2 separate regions of the Mus musculus genome follow, and region 2 is linked to region 1. A link is a contact called in public ChIA-PET data. All regions are on one chromosome and are shown on one strand. The core of a region is the stretch at or near the end of the contact, and the rest is flanking DNA. Distances in the headings are between cores, read along the strand shown.

Region 1 (2,821 bases), core at 301-2,800:
TTCCTTATGTTGTGGTGACCCTAAACATAAAGTTATTTCATTGCTACTTCATAACTGTAATTTTGCTACTGTTGTAAATTATAATGCAAGTATATTATATGTGACCTCCGAAGGGTTTGAGGCCCACAGGTTGAGAAACACTGGTCTAGACTATGGAAAAAACACTTCTGATACAACAATAAGAGAATCCAATGTAAACATGGGCTAACAATTTGAACTGATATTTTTCCCAAAGAAAATGAATAAAGCACCAAGAAGAACACAGGAAGATACTGAGTATCGTTAGTCATTGAAGGAACGGAAATCAACCCAAAACACAAGGAGGTGCCACTTGCTCCCTGCAGGACAGTGTATGATCTAAGAGGACACATGAGAACAAGCACAGATAGAAACATGGAAAACAAGAAAAACAAGAGCTCTTCCTTGGGGGCTACAATGAGAGGAAAATGGTAAGGCTGTTTTGGGGACAATCTGGCAGTTCCTTCTCAAACTAAAAATGGACTTTTCATATGACCCAGCACTGTACTTAGGCATTTATCCCAGAGAAATGAAGGCATTTTTACATAGGAGAACTGTCCACAAATGTATACACTGGATACCCTTCCAAGTATGAATGAGGCAAGATTGTGGTATACACATAGCCTAGATCACTTCTCAGATGAATAAAACATAATGAAGTAAAAGAACACGGATCAAACTACTTAAGTACACAAGGACCTCGAGGATGCTAATGCCGAGTCCAAAGCCACCCTCTAAAGGGTACACACTACATTGCTCCATTTTCATAACACTTGTGACAGCATATAACGACGGGGCCGGAGAACGGAGTAGTCGCTACCATTGGTTAGAGGTGGGGGAGACAGACTTTATAGGTCAAGTGGGGAGACAATCTTCTAAAGTAGACCAGTTCATCTTATTAAGTCAGGAGATGTAAGACATGCTATAATCACATACAACTTAAAACACACACACACACACACACACACACACACACACAGTGAGACAGGAGAGGTATCAACTGCTTTCAGAGAATTTGCAGCTTCAGCTGGTAAACCAGTTGTCTCCCCTTTGTGGCATTACAGTCCACACTCCAGAGGTAATGATGCAGGAGATAGAAGAGCCTTTCTAAGTGGCTCCACAGAAAATGTGCAATAAAAACGACATGACCCTGACTTTAACCTGGAAGCCAGTACCATGCAATAGGTATAATAGTTTTCTTCCTAGAGTTGTACTGAATAAGGTACAGAATATAACCCCATTTCAGATATGCTATGGAATGTTATTTGAAGTCTTCCCTCACCACATAAGATGACTCACTAATAGTGAGTCAGTGTGACTAGGCAAGGGAGACAGAGTGGTTCATACCATTCCACCAAGTGTTGTCCCTGCCACTTGTATCACCTGTGGTACCAGGGAACTGCACAGATCTCAGGATCACCCAGGCCTGCTGAATCCAGAACTCTTGGGAAAGAGCCTTGGATTCTATGTGAGTCCATTGTAATGCCCAGTACATTTTGTGCAGCAGGGAACTGGTAGCTAAAAACTTAGTAAACAAGAGCTCAGTGGTCAAGCAGCCAAACCTGGGTTCACAGTCTATGCTTACCATCCACAAACTGGGCAATCTTGGGAAATACTAATTTGTCTGGGCTTAGTTTCCTGGTTCATCCAAAGGGGTTGATCCTTCTACTGACCTGACCAAATGATACATTCTTTTCTTTTTCTTTTTAATTTCTTTTCTCCCTAGACAGGGTTTCTCTGTGTAGCCCTGGCTGTCCTGGAACTCACTTTGTAGACCAGGCTGGCCTTGAACTCAGAAATCCGCCTGCCTCTGTCTCCCGAGTACTGGGATTAAAGGTGTGCACCACCACGCCCGGCTTCCAAACGATACATTTTAATTAAAGTACAGCACCTTATGAGCATTTCTGCAAAAGATAGCTGTAATCACTTCAGCTGAAGGGAGCCAGCAGATTATCAGAAACACAGGCAGCTGTCAATGAGGAGACCTGGGCTGAAGAATCTGGAGTGTGGCTCTCCTGCGAGACCCCCATGCACATCTCTTAGCTTCTGTCAGTCTCAAAGCTGTGAAGCTCAAATGAAATTATGTACATGCAGTATAATCAGGAAAGTAGTATGCAATTGCAGGTTATTATGGCAAATTATATCAGAAGGAATGGAATAAACATTTTTTAAAAACTACCAACAATGAAAAAAACAAAAAAACAGTTTTGCAAAGACAGCCAAGAGACAAACGAGGAGCAGACCCGTTAAAAGAAAATGAAAGCAGAAGCCGCAGCTCCCCACACAGCAGCAGTGTGTAGTTTAAAAGCTTTCTCCTCATCAGAAGCTGTACAAGGAAGGAAGCCGCTGCTGTGGCTTGCTGTCTTCCCAGGGTTCCCACAGATCCTCTCTCACAAGCACGTTGGCCAAATGATCCTGCTTTTTCGCTAGCCACAGTGGACAGGCAAGAAGCCAGCAATGAGCCTCTAATCTTCAGACTCACACAATTCCAGGCTGCCTGAGGTGATAGTTTGTCTCGAGTATTTACTTATGAACTGGGTGAACATCACAGCTGCTCTTTTTCTGCCAGCCCCGTCCCTTCTAAGTAATGATTCTTCTCTGTTTATACCCAGATTTGAGTCACATCTCTTATGAAAAAAAATCAGAAAGCTAATACTTGGGGTGGCTGAAGTTCCAGAGTGCCCTGTGATGAGGAAAAGGAAATACAGACTAGTGCATCTCTGTTCTTGGATGAGTGTGTGAGTGCGTGTGTGCCATCCACATGTTAGGTCCGTCTTAAGAAGATCGTGGTCCAGTGAAAACA
Region 2 (3,186 bases), core at 311-2,810, 610 kb after region 1:
CTTCACATGATCAAAAACACTAGAATTTGAGAGCTTTTAGACAGAGATGCACTTTGTTGCATGCTTCACAACTCAGCACCTCTGTATCTGGCTCTCCCCTACTCTAAAACTTTCCCCTCAGATTAGCTGAATGAGTTTATAGCTGACACATCATTACCCTGAAACTCCTGCAAGTTTCTTTCAAGTACAGCTAATCAAATTTTTTGAAGACTCCTATAAACCAGTCAGAGAAGACTGTAAATTAGGACAGGGAAGGCAGGAGACGAAGTTGCTTATACATCAATACATTAAACTTCCTTATCTTGAAAGGTCATCCTTTAACTTGCTTATTCCCTAAGGAACAGAGGACTCGAGCCCATCAGCCTAGCTTCAGAGGATAATTTACCCAAATGTGTCAAGTCAACTCAGAATGGATCTTCAACAGCCCTTCATTGGGCTATAATCTTAGCTATATTCTTTATCAGAAACTCGGTGGTTCTAAAGCTAATTAATACCCAAGGAGACCCCTTATTTTTCCTTCACACTATCTTCTATTACAATTAATTGTGAATTTGGTGACGTATGCCTTGAAATAAGTAAACCTGAGCTTAAGATATGTAAACATAAACAAATTAAATGAAGGGTGAGGTTGAGTTTCTCTTACTAAAATACAGTGTCATCTCTCTCTAACCAGTGGTGATCCAAAGTCATGACCCTATTTATCAGCGACACTTACCCATGCCTTTATTATGTTATTAGTCTGCTACACGTTAGCTTTTCAAGATGTAGCATTAAGGAGTCATCATGACAACAATCTCCGTTTTGCTCTAGTTTTTAGATTTACTCTCTCTCCAACTCTTTTCTATAGCACCAAGACGGTCCCCAGTCACATCTCCCTGCAGCAGCATCATTCCTTCTATTTCAACAGCAATCAGGTTTTGAGAGTAAATACCTTAAGCTGTTGCCCTTGAAGAGCCGAACCTTTACTTCTCTGTGTGAATTGGAACAAGCTTAATCTATTACCATGCATGAGATTAGCATATTGCCCTCTGCAGCAAATAGGAACAGAACTGCATGGGTGTTCATCCTTCCCCATCCCCCTTCCCTTTGCCGTCCTGTGTCCACACTCTTCTTTGTATCCATGATCATTTCCTCATTTTTAAAATAGCTGCCATGTCTTCTTTTCCCCTCACAGTAGGAGCCTAAACCAAAGTAATAGTAGTCCAAAGAGCTGAGAGTGGGGGTGGGTGGGTAAGGGGGACTTTTGGTATAGCATTGGAAATGTAAATGAGCTAAATACCTAATAAAAAATGGAAAAAAAAAAAAGAATTTCCTATTTTCTAGGAACAGTAAACTAATAGAAAAAAAGTTCTGCCCAAAGGCAACCATTAAAAAAACATTTACCCCAGTGCTTCTTCTGTATGTTCAGCTCTACCACATCAGTCCTTGGTTTACAACCCCAGAGACAATTTTGGTTTGTTTTGCTGCCCTGAAAAAGGCCTGAGGCAGTTTATTATCTTAACCTCTGTGCATTGTGATACGAAGCAGGATCCCAGACATTTCCTGTCTAAACTAGTTCTGCTCTTTATATCGACAAAATGAAAATGTGTTTCAGACACTTTTACTTTCTCTTTTACAGGAAGACTCTATGCAAGACTCATATCCTCAAGAGAAAGATTGTTTGCAAATGATTATTTTTTTTTGCAAAGGATTCTTATTTGATTTCAATACAATCATTTCAGCTATGTTTTATAGTAATTTATAATGTGTGTTTAGCCTAACAGAGTGTGAACACAGGAAGGCAAAGGGATAGAGGGCAGGACAAGAATGAGACACCCATGCAGGTCCCACTCCTACCTTCTGCAGAGGGCAATGCCCTAATCTCATGTATGGGGATAGATTCAGTCTGCTGTTCCAATTCACACAGAGAATTAAAGGGTCAGCTATTTAAGGGCATCAGCTTATGGTATTTACTCTCAAAACCTGATTGCTGTTGGGATGGAGATATGACTAAGGACCATCTTGTGCTACAGAAGAGAAGGGGAGACAGAGCAAATCTAAAAACTAGAGCAAACTGGGGATTGTTGTCATTATGACTCCTTAATGCTACACTTTGACAAGCTAATATGGAGTAGACTAATAACAATTTCACAATGCAACTTTGGCTACAGATCAGCCAATAAATAGGGTCTTGACTTTTTATCACCATTGATTACCGAGATATGCAACAGTGTATTTGAATAGTAGGAACTCAGCCCCACCCTCTATTTCAGTTTATGTAGTAAATTTCAAGCTTGCCAAGCTAAAGATGAAGCTTTTCTCCTAAGCAGTTAAACAATTAACTGGTTTAAATAAACTTAGTATTGAAGGAACATATTAGAAAGTGCCTTTACAGGCAGATTTCATTTTTTAATTTAGCTACCCTTATCTTTTTGTGCAATACAAATGCTCTCTTAATTTACTTGCTTTTGATTTATAAGAGAACACTGTTACTACTAAGATGTAATTACTGTGTGAAGTCTCTACTGGATGAGTTTGTATGAGGCTTAATTGTTGACTGTGAAAGATCGTAGACCTTAGTTCTTTCCTAACCATTCCTAAGACAAAGTGAGACTCACAAGACAACTACCAGAAAGTGTAGATAGGATATCAGCATCATTCTAAATCAGTTTGGAAACTGTAGGAGCTTCCTTCTTTGACTTTCCTGTAGTGTTCTGTATTACTTACTACTTCTCTATTTCTGTGATAAGACACCAAAAGCAAGGCAGAGGGGAGAGAGAGAGAGAGAGAGAGAGAGAGAGAGAGAGAGAGAGAGAGAGAGAGAGCTTATTTTGGGTTTATAGTTCCAAAGGGTGAGTTTGTGACCATCGTGATAGAAAGCATGGCAGGAAGCAGGCATCACAGCCTTGGATCAGTCACTTACATCTTGTAACATGACCATGGGATACAGAGAGCACACTGGGAATAGTGTGGGCTTCTGGAATATCAAAACCGTTTCTAGTGATACACTTCCTCAAACAAGGACACAGCTCCAAATCTTTCCCAATGATCTTCTCTATCAACAAACAGATGACCAAGGATTCAAAAACCTAAGTCTATAGGGGGCCATTCTTATTCAAACCAACATATAACTTTACTTTAACTCCTGTCCTCTTTAGCTGACTGCTCTTGTGTGATCATACTCAAGATTGCAGAAAAAAGAAAGAA

What was found. ChIA-PET counts read pairs in DNA pulled down with a chosen protein or histone mark.
Region 2: a contact with region 1 is called in an RNA polymerase II ChIA-PET map of memory CD8 T cells, with 7 read pairs. The contact joins two enhancer-like sites. A contact is called at or near these places in 1 of 484 Hi-C or Micro-C datasets (bone marrow-derived macrophages) and 3 of 115 datasets of contacts at active chromatin or transcription factors (bone marrow-derived macrophages, large pre-B cells and memory CD8 T cells).

What each region holds. Positions count from the first base shown.
Region 1 is chr15:53,111,596-53,114,416 of GRCm38.p6, forward strand. The region is part of intron 1 of Ext1 (exostosin glycosyltransferase 1); the gene reads right to left. Among named protein-coding and RNA genes, the nearest start is that of Gm41323, 180 kb to the left of the region's middle. Within about 2 kb of position 1,551, at least 126 of the 459 cell types and tissues checked have an H3K27ac peak or open chromatin away from gene starts, as enhancers often do. A contact at or near this core is called in memory CD8 T cells, where this site is marked.
Region 2 is chr15:53,722,776-53,725,961 of GRCm38.p6, forward strand. The region is part of intron 2 of Samd12 (sterile alpha motif domain containing 12); the gene reads right to left. Among named protein-coding and RNA genes, the nearest start is that of Mir28c, 110 kb to the left of the region's middle. Within about 2 kb of position 1,561, at least 55 of the 459 cell types and tissues checked have an H3K27ac peak or open chromatin away from gene starts, as enhancers often do. A contact at or near this core is called in memory CD8 T cells, where this site is marked.